Regions from separate parts of the Zea mays genome. Here all the other regions are linked to region 3. A link is a contact called in public Hi-C data. All regions are on one chromosome and are shown on one strand. Each heading gives the region's core, a stretch centred on a gene start, on an enhancer-like site or on the middle of the called end of the contact. The rest is flanking DNA. Distances are from core to core; before and after follow the strand shown.

Region 1 (2,700 bases), core at 4-2,503, 330 kb after region 3:
TAAGCTGTTAGGTTATTTGTTGTGGAACAGACACCTAGACTATTTATTGTTGATCATGATTTATATTCGGAATTTAATCTAAAAAATGCCTAATATTTCAACAACTTATAAGTATGGAATGAGGTAATTAGATGCTACATACAAAATGTAATTTTTATGGAGATGGAGAGTTAAATAGAGTCAAAAAATGAGAGTCCTTAGAGATGCTCTTTATGTATACAACCAAATAGCCCCCTTTATTTTCTGATTATGGCGGATTAAGGGTGGAGTTTTATTATGCACTTCAGTACCGATCGAAACAATAGGCGAACGGCGAGGTGTAATGAGAATAATTTATATCAAAAGAGCAATCGCGCGATTGATGGGAGTGAGAAAAGGAATGTAACGATACGTATGATCTCCTAGGTTTGACTGGATGATATGGGAGATTCAATTTCCTATATAACTACTACGTGATTACCGATTTTTAATATCTAATTATGCGGAAGGATTAATAGGTAGTCGATATTGAATGGGTCGCAGGGGTCTTCACCACGCCAGATACACAAATCTGTTTGCGTATTTTTAGTTAAAAATAAAATAGACTAAACATGTAGAATACAATAGATATTAATATATATATATATATATATATATATTTAAATAGGGAGAATCACTTATTATAGTGAGCAGATATAAAGAGGTGTTTGGTTTCTAGTAACTAATTTTAATTTCTTTATTTTATTATATTTTAGTCTTAAATTAACAAATATGAAAATCAAAACTATATTTTAGTTTTTATATTTAACAATTTATGACTAAAATGGAATAAAATAAAGAGACTAATTAGTCTATAGAAACCAAATATCTCAAGTCAACTGGACGGTTAAAATAATTAGTCGATACAAAATCAGTAGTACTCTGCAGCCACCTCAGACAAAAAAAAAGTAGCGCGTGTGAAAGAGCCGACATCTGATTTGGACATGGGCTGTACTCCATTTGCATGTTGCTGCTCAACAATTTATTCCTCAAACCATCAGTGCAATTGCTAGTATTCTGTTAATTCACATATAAATAGTTACTCCATCTGTTCGAAAATAATAATCGTTTTAATCCTTAATTTCTATGTCTATATTAAATGGATGATAAGATTCAATATTGTAATGCTAAACTTAAGGAACGTTTACTATCTACCATGGAAAATAACAGGCAAAAAAACATAACACGTGCTTGTTGGACACAGATATTTGTTTCAAAAGGGGCAACCTAGATCGCAGAATAATTTTCAGAAAATCCTTGTAAAGTGACAGTGAAGTCTCTCCTAACCTCCCGTTTCCGTCCCACGCTTTCCCGTTTCCGTCCTACCAACCCCATGGAGCCTGGACCTTGAGCCCGAGCATCCTGCCGTGCCTGCTCTGCTATAAGCAGCTGCTGCTGCCCAAAGCAGCCGACGCCACCGCCCACACGTCTCCTCCACCTCCCAATCCCCACTTGTTCGCCTCCCCCCGGCCTCCCTGATCCGTGCCGCCCTCCCCCACCCCGTCAACCAGGAGCGCAGCCGCTTGTCGGTGCGGAAATGCGGGTTCGTCTTGCGGCGCCGCGGTGAGCTATTGATTGCTGGTGGTAGCTCGCCCCGGGCACCGGCGATGGGCTGCTTCCCGTGCTTCGGCTCCACGCGCGAGGAGGAGCTCAAGTACTACGGATCCAAGGGCCCCGGCGGAGGCAATGGCGGTGGTGGGCGAGCGACCGCGTCCTCGTCCTCGTCCGCTGCAGCTGGTGGTGGAGGCGGCCGGGTAGAAGAGGCCGTGGTGGCGCCGCCGCGTGCTCAGAGGGGCCCCGCAGGTGCGTGTTGTTTATGCGCGTCTCCGTCTCTCCCTGAGAACTGGGATCCTTCCGCTTGGTTTGTTGTTGGGATCGGAACCGGATCCGGCCGAGGTTTGATGCTCCGTGTTAGTCTCTTCGCGGTGGTTGGGTTGGTACGAATGGAGCGGCTGATTCTTGTGCATGTTGATGTGATTGAGGGAAATGACAGGAACGATTCTGTGTTTCCTTCAGATCTTTTTACAGTATTATTAGAAGGGGGGAAAGGTATCGACTTGTATCTCCAAATTCAGAAACGTGATGATAATCCGTTGATTAGAGACCGGGATATGTTTTCTATTATGATTAGTATATTTGCTTGCTTGCTGAGTTGCTGGGGTATGACTGTCTTGATCTGCATGATCATGTAGACAATGCATATGTGCAGGGGCCGACAAGACACGAGCTAAAGGCAATGCTGGCTCGAAGAAGGAGCTTTCAGTACTCAGGGACGCCAGTGGCAATGTCATCTCTGCTCAGACCTTCACCTTCCGCCAGCTTGCAGCCGCAACGAAGAACTTTAGAGATGAATGCTTCATTGGGGAGGGAGGGTTTGGGCGCGTTTACAAGGGCCGCCTTGACATGGGCCAGGTAATGAGCTTTGTTGTCAAAACGGGGCCTCGACTTTTCTTGTTTCATGCTGTTGGACTAGTACAAAAGTGGCTCAGTCGTACCAATGGCGTCATTGATCTCTCTAGGACATTCAAGAAAAAGCAGTGTTTGCACATGTGTGGTGGATGCCCACAGGCACAAAAAAATATGTGTTCACCTATAGCTGATCCAACTTGTACTGGCCTGATAAATTAGGACACTATGGACTGTTATGTAGGTCCTTCATTTTTAATTCACAGGATGAATGAC
Region 2 (2,700 bases), core at 93-2,592, 340 kb before region 3:
ATAAAATATATTTGAGGATTTTTGAAACTTTGGGAAATTTATTTGGACCCTTCTATCTTCATAGCCAATTAATGGAGTATTATTAGTCGATTAATCCATAAACAAATAGGAATGTGCATCCCATGCTTAAGATTATGTTAGGATACATTTTATTCAACCTCAAATTATAAATGAAAATAGAAAACAGAAACTGAGTAAAAAGAAAGAAAATGATTTCTTCCATAATTGAATAATAGGAAGGAAAAAATAAAATAAAAATATTACAAATAGTAGTATTGATGATCACTTTAAGACATATGTTAGGGCATTTTCTTTATGGAGATCATAAAATATAAAACTATTGTTCTTGAGATAAATATGTGGGAATTACACATTTAAAAGGCAATGATAAATAGAATAATAAATAAAATAATATCAACATTGCATATCATATAGAGTTGATTGCACCAGGAACTTTTGGGCATGAAACCCCAAGCTAGAATCTAAATCCAAATTAGAAAAATCTGAATTTGAATTTAAATAGAAAAGAAAAAGGAGAAGGTGTGGTTTTCATAACTGAAAACATTTTAGCATAAATAAATAAACTAAACAATTATGTTTTACTGGAAGTTTCTGAAATGTGCATTTGAATTTATAATAGAAATTCGAATTTTTTAGATTTAAATTAGAAAACAACGAAGAAAATAGAAATAAAGAAAAAGAAAAGATAACCCAATGGGGCATGCCAGCGCGTGGGCCGAATTCGGATCCTTGGCTCGGCCTAGTGTCTGCCACCCACTGCGCGCTTCCCCTCCATGTGCCGCTGCATTGTGGGTCCCTCTGCCCAGATCCACTCACCTGTGCGCCTCGCTTACGTGTTGGGCCCCTCGGCCGGCCACCATCTGCACTTGGGTTGGCTCCTCTCGGAGGCACTGCCAGGTGGGACCACTTCGTTAGTCAAACACCCAAACTCTGTAGATCTTCTTTCCCCACTCTCCAACTCGCCCTTGCGCGCTTGCCTTAGGGCATGTACAGTGGAGAGACACCAAAACGGTTCTCAAGCACAGGAGACAACTAAGAGACTCTATTGTACAATGGAGTGTCTCTAAATATAGTCTGTTAATAAATACAGAATTAAATGTATTTGTATAGCATCAGATCGATAGAACAGACGACAAATTCGTACAGTGGGAAGTGAGGTGTCTGTTGTTACTTGGTTTACGAGCCAGAGGCGTCTCTTCACGGAGAGACGGCTATAAGATTTTTTTGCAAATAACCCCCTAAAACACCTTAAGAGCCACCACATTAAACACCACTGTACATGCCCTTAGACCCATTGAACCGCTAACTGGTGGGGCCGGGTCATCAGGGTCGTCTTCCGGTCGCTATGCGGTGGGGCCGAGTCATGAGGAGCGTCTTCCCAACAGACTTCGCCGATCTCCCGCCTGTGAATTCCGCATCTCCCTCAACCCTCTTCCCCTTTTTCCCGAGCCACTACATGATCCTCCCGGGTACTTAAGTCAGCTCCCCATACTCCTCTGCATCTCGTCCCGCTAACGTCGCGCGATCGTGAGAGCTGAGAGCCTCCATGGGGGAGAGCACAGAGGAAGTCGCTCCGTGCCGCCATCGATTGTGAGTTGCTGGTTGGCTGGGAGATAAGGTTAATCACTGGCCCGTTTGGATGCTTGGCATTGCGTCGTGGGATTGGAACGACCTCTGGCGCTGTCGCAATTCCTCATCAGAAGTTGGGATCCACCATGGATCGCATGTCCCTGTGGGAAAGGAATGTTGCAGCCTAACCATCGGTAAGTAGTCCTCATCTGAGTCTGCCTTGTCCTCCTCGTCGCGTGGCACCGGTAGAATTAGAGCTTAGGGCATCGGTTCATGGGTGGCTTGTCGCCGGTGCGCCCTTCGGGCGGCGCCGCTGTGTTTGGTCTGCGGTAAGGAGAGATGGGTAGGGGATCGCGTCGTAGCCGTTGGATCAGGTATCAACCATGGCGATTAGATCGATCTCTTACCGGTTCGTGGTGTTGTGTGAGCCGTTGATTTTGGATCGATCGGGCGACTGGCGATTTCTGTTATTTAGGATCTCAGCCGTTGCTCTCAGATATTACGGCCACCGGGGTCTACCAGTTCTGATTAGATCTTTGGCTGTCCGAATCTAATCCAACGACCGAGCTCACTTCATACCCCTTCACGCGGCAAATTTTATGAAGAGCCCCTCTGTTTGGTTATAATAAACCCGCCATCCTTATTATAATTAAAATAAATAGGGTTTAATTGGATATTTGCAGATTCACCCCTGGACTAATTTTAGGGTATAAAAATTTGGTCCATTCAAGTCGCGCTAGCTTCATGTGAATATTTATTATGCAGTAAAAATATTAATTATACCATATTGCATATTTTATAGTTAGATATTTATTTATCCTATGTCTACTAGATTAACTTTTCTAAACCAAAGCTAACCTATCCATAATTATAATTTGATTAACATAAGATCTTTAGTCAAGTTATAATTAAGATTAAGGTTGAGTTAATTATTCATAGAATATTCTCTCATATGGTGTATACTAATCAATTTATAATATAGTTTAATATTTGGACCACATAGATCTCCCATAAATCATAACTCTGTAACCATAACTCCGATCTTTGCGGTTCTCGATCCCACGACCTCGTAGCAACGCATAGAGTATTATTATGCGGTTTCTTCTTGTG
Region 3 (2,700 bases), core at 78-2,577:
GATTATTTCCAATGAACAATTTTAATTCAAGTTTCATGATTAAACAGTGTTACTAGTTGATAGACAATATTAATACAAAATTATTGCAACTGGAATGGGTCAATTTGGAGCAAAAATGGATGTTCTAGGAATTACACAAGTTCTAGAATTATTTTTGTGCTAAAAAAGTATTTTATTATTTGTTTTTCCTATTTTCTTAAGTCGCTGGACTAAGCACACTAATACATAGAAGCCCGGGGTTAAAATTACAAAAGCCTACCAAACTCAGACTACTCCCGCGGGGACTGCGGGTTGATTCATGAATATTTCAGGGGCTCTTTAGCTAAAGGTCACGGCGAAGGGGTATTGATAGACTTCGACCGTCCGATCAAATATCGAAGGCCGGGATTAGATCTTGGCTCACTGAACCGGTACGCAGCCCGCACTGTCCGATTCTGATCGGACGGTCATGATTTTAAAACAGTGCCGATGCTTCACTCGCGCAGGATCAAAATCGAACGGTCGCGATTTCAATTCCACCAAAGCGGTATCCCTGGGGTAATTCGAGCTGTCCATCAGACAACCAACGGCTCCTGTTCCCCCCCAATCAACAGTAGGACACGGTAGCGCTGGTCACCAGGGGCGGCGGCGCCATAGCCGGAGCACCGCGTTTTCGGTCCCAAGCGCACTATAGCAAAATCCGATAGATGCAATATGAAGAGGAGTAATCGGCGACACGGATCAAAGGTTACTCACCAAGGATTTAGCGCGCAGTCACCCCGACCATGACGTGGTGCGGATTTGCGGAGAGGAAATGCTCCGGTGGCAATCTGTTCCCCCACCACATCTGTTAGAGCCCACCACCTCCACGAACGTGTTCGACATGAGACGCGGTGTTCCTAGGCTATATGCCCCTGCCGAAGAGATGGCGATACCGGATTCTCCCCATGGCGCCCTCTCCAGCCTCTCTCTGCGTTTAGCTCAGGGCACAACCCGGTAGTTCCATGGCGCAAGAAGAGGGGCGAGTGTTTTATACTCAGTTTTGGCCGCTAACAACCCGCTACAATAGCGCAGCCGGCAAGAATTTCGGTCGCATTTTGTTGCCGCGCGCGCGGAGCTCAGACAGGGAGCCATGGCGCAGAGGAATTTGGCCAGACTGGTGGTCCCACCAGCAGAGACGCAGGGCCAGAACTCTGGATGAACGGGGATAGATGGGGCGACTGTGCGACCGCGGAGCTCTGCTCAGGAGGATAGAGCTAGGGCTGACATCCTAGTCCTAGTGTCAGCGACGAGCATGCCAGCCCGGGCGCGCGCGGTGGGGAGGCTGCTGCGTGGGCCCCACTTGACCGGCAACCCAGAACGCGCACAGCGTGGGAGGCTGGAGTGAGTTGGGGAAGTGGGTCGACCAGAGGACATATGTGGCCCAATAGCAGGTTGTTGCATTTTCTTTTCTTCTTTGTTTTATTTTCTGTTTTCTAAATTGAATTCAATTTTGAATCTGAGTTTGAATTGCCATTTCAAACAAAATGCACAATAAGAATCTATTATGTTGCAATTAATATATTTTTATTATTTATTCCATTTAGACAAATGCTCTCAAATATATACCTTTCAACATGAATAATCATATAAAGTATTTCACCACCCATTTAATGGTTTAAATACATAGCCAAAATTATGTATTTATCATAGTATCTCTCTCTTCCATCTTTTGCATTTTCAAACCCAAATTTCAATCTAGGGCTAATTCCTATTATCATCTTCTTTGTTGAATTTCCTACTAATATTATTTAAATGCACAAGAAAACAAAAACTCCAACATGATGCATAGAGTGTTTTATTAGATATTTGTTCTCTTAAATAAGGATATTCCCATATTGAAATGAGTAGATGGCAAAATATTCAAAGGAAATCCCTCACTTTATATTATTTACATTTTGAGTATTACAACTAGCCAATAGCTCAGGCTTTGATTCTTCTAGCTTCTTCTCTTAGGCTCTTTTGGTCTTATGTTAGACTTGTGCTGAGTATTTGTATGTCTTCTGAGTCTTTTAGGTCTTTTTTAGGTGTTGCTTCCTCATAGCATTAGTCCAATCTACTTTACGTCATGTGAACTATAAAACACAAACACTTGCAAATCATTAGTTCACCGATTATATTGATCATCAAACACCAAATTTACTTAAACAAATGGACCAGATTCTATTTTTCCTTACAATCTTTCAATGTAGACTCATTCGTATAAACTTTGTAGTTTCTTATGTGCATGAGACTCGGTAGTATGAATTTGGAATTGTATTGTATGGGTGTAACACACTAAGGACTTAATATTACATGACTATATAATTGGTAAAGTTATGTTCTATAAATATGAACTTGTATTTGTAAGAATTATGTGTATTGTGTGAATTCCTGTGCATTCTGTGTACCGTTAGAATTATGTGTATTCTGTGAGTATTGTGAAATAAACAGAAAACAAATTATATGAGCAAATAAGTGACTTATTTATGTTAGCTAAAAAAGCGTTGTAAATAAGTCTAGCTTATTTAACGTCGGTTAGCTGAAGCCGTCATAAATAAATCTGCGTTATTTATAACGGTTTTTTAAAAGCCGTTATAAACAAGGAGTTTATCTACGATGGTCGAGGCAAAAAACCGTTATAAATAAGTCTGTTGTCTCTAATGGATTTTTTTTCTAGTTGTCGTAAATTTAGTAGAACCG

Evidence for each region. A called contact is a pair of places that touch in the nucleus more often than the background predicts.
Region 1: a Hi-C map of endosperm shows a contact between it and region 3, with 4 times the contacts expected there. The contact joins the promoter of LOC100281460 here to the enhancer-like site in region 3. A contact is called at or near these places in 3 of 25 Hi-C or Micro-C datasets (bundle sheath, endosperm and tassel).
Region 2: a contact with region 3 is called in a Hi-C map of leaf, with 8 times the contacts expected there. The contact joins two enhancer-like sites. A contact is called at or near these places in 4 of 25 Hi-C or Micro-C datasets (bundle sheath, endosperm, leaf and 1 more).

Annotation. Positions count from the first base shown.
Region 1 is chr2:69,032,329-69,035,028 of Zm-B73-REFERENCE-NAM-5.0, reverse strand. LOC100281460 (serine/threonine-protein kinase NAK) reads left to right here and starts at 1,253. Exons shown (of 5, transcript NM_001154378.3): 1 at 1,253-1,821; 2 at 2,228-2,430. The coding sequence starts at 1,626.
Region 2 is chr2:69,700,368-69,703,067 of Zm-B73-REFERENCE-NAM-5.0, reverse strand. No RefSeq gene overlaps it. Among protein-coding and RNA genes, the nearest start is that of LOC100282506, 110 kb to the left of the region's middle. Within about 2 kb of position 1,342, at least 18 of the 20 cell types and tissues checked have an H3K27ac peak or open chromatin away from gene starts, as enhancers often do. A contact at or near this core is called in bundle sheath, endosperm, leaf and 1 more, where this site is marked.
Region 3 is chr2:69,365,163-69,367,862 of Zm-B73-REFERENCE-NAM-5.0, reverse strand. No RefSeq gene overlaps it. Among protein-coding and RNA genes, the nearest start is that of LOC100284396, 72 kb to the left of the region's middle. Within about 2 kb of position 1,327, at least 18 of the 20 cell types and tissues checked have an H3K27ac peak or open chromatin away from gene starts, as enhancers often do. A contact at or near this core is called in bundle sheath, endosperm, leaf and 1 more, where this site is marked.